2 separate regions of the Macaca mulatta genome follow, and region 2 is linked to region 1. Evidence: chromatin contacts called from public Hi-C data. All regions are on one chromosome and are shown on one strand. The core of a region is the stretch at or near the end of the contact, and the rest is flanking DNA. Distances in the headings are between cores, read along the strand shown. Region 1 holds the start of LOC106998157. Region 2 holds the start of ECHDC1 (ethylmalonyl-CoA decarboxylase 1).

The links. Hi-C and Micro-C count contacts between places; a contact is called where the count stands out from the background.
Region 2: a Hi-C map of prefrontal cortex shows a contact between it and region 1, with 6 times the contacts expected there. The contact joins the promoter of ECHDC1 here to the promoter of LOC106998157 in region 1. A contact is called at or near these places in 3 of 14 Hi-C or Micro-C datasets (fetal cortex germinal zone, liver and prefrontal cortex).

The regions. Positions count from the first base shown.
Region 1 is chr4:32,275,865-32,278,564 of T2T-MMU8v2.0, forward strand. It overlaps LOC106998157, which reads right to left and starts at 1,300. Exons shown (of 6, transcript XM_078001031.1): 1 at 939-1,300; 2 at 1-787. The coding sequence starts at 1,300. The coding sequence ends at 37. It also overlaps a transcript of RNF146 not described here.
Region 2 is chr4:32,350,013-32,352,712 of T2T-MMU8v2.0, forward strand. ECHDC1 (ethylmalonyl-CoA decarboxylase 1) reads right to left here and starts at 1,312. Exons shown (of 6, transcript NM_001261505.1): 1 at 1,279-1,312. The coding sequence starts at 1,294.

The DNA.
Region 1 (2,700 bases), core at 50-2,549:
GTACTTTTGCTAAGGGATCTTCAAGCCGAAACTCAGCTAGGCGCCCCAGGGCTTCCTCGGGATAGCAAAGCTGGATTTTTGAGCAGCACCACCTGCCGGGCCTACACACGTTTTACTTCCTCCACCCCAAACCTCTCTCTGCTGGAACTGCATTCTTTCAGTGGCTCTGGGCCCTAATACAACCAAAGCACACTCTAAAGCAGCCAGAAGAATCCAAGCAGGGAAGTCGCCGGTCCCCACAAGCAAGAGAGTGCGGGAAGGCAGCGAAGCGATGCAGGGACAGAAAAAGGAGACGCCGGAGCCAGCTCGCGGGTGCGCGGCACGGCTTCCGCCCCGCGCGGCCCCGCCTCCGTGACGCGCCGAGTGGTCACGTGACGGCCGCGCGCGTTCCCGGCCGCTGCGGGCTCCGAGGCCAGAGAGAAAAGACTGCGAGGTGGCCGCAGCTGTGGCCGGAGAGGTGGGAGTCGGAGCGAGGCCCTCTCGGGGGAGCAGGGTGAACGCCGGCCACTCCAGGATCCTCACTCGGGGAGAGGAGGCATACCTCGCGGTGTCACCTCCAGCCGCAGCGTACTCCGGGTCGGCCTTGCGCTCGGGGCCTGAGAGGGGCGGCGGCGGGGTCAGGGGCCGGTACGTAGATGGACGCCCTTGGGCTGGCGCGGCCCCGGCTGTCCGCGCAGAGGCGGGATGGGACAGCTCAGCCCTTTCCACCACCCCCGCCTTGGCTGCTGGGGCAGGCAAGACGACCGTGACAGCCCATGCGCTGCCCGAGGGCCCCGCAGCCCCTGCCCTAGGTGACGGCCGGAGCTGGTCTCGGTCCGGGTGCGAGGGGCGGAGCAGCGGCCATTACTGCGCAGCCTCTTCCGCCTGAGCCCGCGTCGCTGCCTCGGGTGGCAGGCGGGTCCCTCTCCTCCCCCTGGGCCGTGGTTTCAGGCCTTTACCCGGGGACCTCCTGGCCTCGAGGTGTAGGGGCGGCGATGGTTTTTCGACAGTAGCCTGCTCCCTGTTTCCCGTGTGGGGTCAGACAGTTTAGGCCTTGGGTCAGATCGAAGCCAGGGCGTAGAGTCTGCATTTTTGTCTTTTCCCGGAGTGTCTCTGGCTGCTGCTTTCTCTTCTCTCTCTTCCTCCTTTTTTTCCTCCTCCTCGGTGTCTTGGTCTTGGCTAATACGAAGAGAGCAATCCCTGCACCTTGTTCTAGTGAAGCCCAGCGCTGCATATTGTTAGTTGTTTTGACGGCTGTTGAAGCATCGGGACAATTAAGAGATCTCACAGTATCCCTTGAGCCTCCAAACCCTCTGTGCATCTTGAAAGCTGAGACTGTTGCTTTGTTCTGTTTGTTGGGTGGGGAGTTCTCTTCCTACCCTCCATCCCATGAGAGGAGTGTCGGTCTTCCATTGTTGTCGCTATTTATTTTGCGAAGGCTTCTAAAGAATGTAAAATTGTTTTTAAGAGTGTGGAGAAGGAACCGTCCTCTCCACAGGTAAAACCTACAGGACTGTAAGTTTACACACACATCCTGGCAACTAGAATTTTTTATCGTTAATCATTTTGGTATACGTTTTAATTTCTTTTCTACAAGTGCCATTTTAGTGAGCACTTATATCTCAAGTTTTGAACATTTTGTTTAATATTTTTGTAATATTGAAACAATGTAGAACTGAGGTGAGAAGAAAGCCCAAAGATAGGGAACGCTTTGTTCTTTGTATGATTGACGTTTCAGGTACTGGGCGCATCACCCCCACCCCGTGTGTGTACTTTTCAAATGGGATGTGAACGTATGATGGCATTCAATCCAGTATATAATTATAGAATTTGGAAGACTTAGGACATTTTAGTCAGTGAATCTATATTTAGACTTTTAAAAGACATGGCACGTAAGGACACATGGAGAAAATGTCCCACACTAATACCAGGATTTGTGATTTTTGCTTTGCTGTTTTATGACTAGCAAGTATTGTTTGTATAGAGTGCCTGGGTGCCCTAAAAACACTTGAAAATAGGTCAAGTAAATCTCGTTTTAAAGAGAAAACCGGAAGAGTGAAACACCACTCTAAAAATAGATTTTGGATGTGTTTGTTTTGGTGCCTTGTATATCTTAAAGTGGAGGATGTTGTTCAGTCCAATCTTTCATTTAGAATTTATGTCTCAAATGGGCCAGTGTGTCATGTGGGCAGAATGGAAATACATTTAAATATTTTTTTTTCTTCGCTGGTTGTTCAAAACTTGGTAGAATTATAATCATCAGGAAAACTTTCTCCAAATAGCTGGTCTTTTAGACAAGAGAAAGAAAAAATTAACTTTTTTTAAAAGGAGATGTCAACTTACAAAGTGTTTTGTTTCAGTCTCCATCAACTTAAAATTGTCAGAGGAAAGGAACAGACTTTTTTTAAAAAGGATCCAAAACGATATTTTGAGTTAAAAGAAGAAAAGGATATTAAATATGTTGTTTTCACAATATCGATCTGTTTAAAGAGTATTATTTTATATGTTAACCATATACTACCAGGAAACATCTAACAGCTCTGACAGTTGGGAATTCGAATGCGTATTTTTCTCCCGTGTTAGTAACAGAAGGTACTGAGCCTTTTCCATTCTCTTATCTGGTTGCCTTGTGCCTGAGGAATCTGAATTTGTGGAACAACATCTTTGTAGATATAGAAACCAATTTATGTAACACTTGGCTACAACCACCTGTGCTTACTT
Region 2 (2,700 bases), core at 62-2,561, 74 kb after region 1:
ATCTTATAACACTTCACGTTTCCTTTCACTATTAATTCCATATTTTCTCTCTTCTCTCATTCTATTCTCTCCCACTACCGTCTCTCCTTTTCTCTCCTCCTCTTACATTCCTTGTCTGTGCCAGAAAAACCTGAGAACACTGCTTGAGCCTGCTAGATTCACTGACCCCAAGTTTAGAAATCCAATTCTAAAAATTTTATAATAGCCTATTATGTATACTTTCATCCCAGTTCTAAATTCAGAGACTATCTTAGACAAAAGCTCAGCGATGAGATGACAAGGTGTTAGTCATTATTAATCTACTATAGAATCTAATAGTACAAAGTGAACAGAGCTTAAGATTCAGGTTCTGCAGAAGCATGTAGTTAAACGACTGGTATTTTGGATTTCTTCCAGAATCACAGGAAGATGAAAAGGTTCTGAGGCATTTACAATTTTATAAGCTTTCTTCGGGGTAAAACTTATGTTTAAAACTTGCCAAGCAGGATGTGTTGCAGCCCGCAGCCCCACCACAAAGAAGATTCGGTGCAGCTGAGCAGCTCACTACCAAGCCACTGAAAAGAGGAAAGAAAGCCCATCTGAGCTCAAAGGTCGCACTTTCCATTTTTTTTCAAGTTCTGCAAAGGTGATCTGTTCCCCCTTAGTGCACAGGAAATAAGTGAGATTTTCTCTTAAAAGCCCTTACCTATTTCACCTTATATTGTAATCACTAAATCCAGAACACTAACGCAAACTCATACTTAGAAAACAATTAGCCTAGAGCACGCAATAGAAATCAGAAGCATTTGATTTCAGACTGTCTGTATATCGCCTGTTTTTAAAAGTTCTGATTCGGTTGTAGGCTGTCATAATATAAACTACCTTTCAAGGTTCATTACATGCCACCCACAACACTCTCCCTCACACAGGCAAAATGCACAACTTTCAGTTCCTGAAATCCTTCTGATTTTTTCGCCATTTCAAGCTTTCGCATATGCGATCTCTCTTCCCGTTACATTTTTGTCTTCCTCAGAGTAACTTCAAATCATCTCCTCTAACATAGGACTACATAAAGTCCCCTTATTGTCTGCTCTCACAACATCTGTATCTCTCATCACCACTCTCTCACTCTTTGCTGTAATTAGTTTTTTAACCAGGTCTTCCAATTAGTCTTAGCTGCAAGAGGGTATTTGCAGTGCCTAACGATAATTTTCTTAAGCGTAAATTCCATACAGGGACTTAAGAATCTGGCCACAAATCAAACCTCCAACTATCCTGTTTATTAATCTCACCACTCACCCTGTCTCAATGCCATGCTCCTTCACAGGCTGGCTTCCCTTCCTGGAATGTTAATCACTGCAGTAATCTCAGCTGATTATACGGTCGCCTTTCAGGCCAGAACCCAATAAGAAATCAAGAAAGGATCACCCGTTTTATTACTGCGCTCCTCCCCCGCCCTCGTAGATTTCACAAATACACTTCTCACCACAAGCTTGTCTCTCCCAACAGAACGCTAGTTCTTCGAAAGGGGTCCTTTGTTTTTCTTGCCCTTGTCCAGTTCCTCTGCGTACTTCTAGCACCTAGAGCAACAGGTGCTATACAGGAGGCTCCCAGATGTGGAACAGAGAAAAGAACGGAGTGTTTATTTAGATGTTGCCTGAAGTCCTTAACAGCCCCTTCAACCTATAACTTAACTGTGGTTTTAATCCCCTACACGTGTAACCCCTGTATGTGTGTGCAGCGTTAAAAGGATTACTGCAGCTCAAAAATTCTCCAATGAAAACACCTCTACCAGAATGGAGTTGCTCATCTTTCGTTCTTGAAAAGTTGGCGGCACGATACAGGAAAAGTTTTAGTTATGCAAGACAATTTAATACATAAAAGACAATTACAGAAGTCACAGGGAACATTACCTAACTAAGCACAGGGCCTCGAATGTACTCCGAAATTAGTGTGTAGAAAGCAAGCCTCCTTATGCTTTTGAAAGTGTAATCTCGCGATCTCCCGGCGCGCTCTGCGAAGACCGATTCATCTCTTCCCCCAGCCCTTCTTCCCCGCCCGGCGTACAGTCGGCCCGTGGCGCTTAGCACCGCGTCTCCACGTCCAGCAGGTGGCAGGCCTGCGCGGCGCTTGCAAGAGACAAGCCGCAGAGCCGGCGAGGCTCGCCGTCTGGGACACGTTTGGAGAAGCGAGCGCTACAGTCCATTCCACGGCGACATTTCAGGATTCTCCCACTAACAACACTAAACTGAAGCGCTAAGGCCAGCCCTTACGACCTCGTAGCCCCGCAGGCCGCGGCGGTGACTTCCTTTTCCGCTACCTTACACACGCTCTTCCGCTTTGCGTGCCTTTGTTTCTGCTCCCCCCGGGAACCTCCTCCGCGCCTGTCCTCCGTTCCTGTATAGCCCCTCCTTTTCGCGTCGCCGCCTTTACTATCCCACGCTCCTTTTCCTTTCTCCGAGGACTTTATCCTGTTCCCCTGCCGGTTCCCGTGACCCCGGAAATCCCGCCTCTGCCGCGAGGCTGCCCCTTTCCTGCAGCCGTATCGCTCCCCCTAGTGTCGCGAGTGAGCCCGGGTGGGCGATCTCTTACTGTTCTTGGCTTGGAATTTTCGCTTTTGCAGCACAGGGTTAGGGCTGGGAAAGGAGGCTCCTGAACCGTGCTTGTTTTGGCTCCGATAAACGTGGGAAAAAGGGGAGGCAAGGAAGCCAGTGTAGTCAA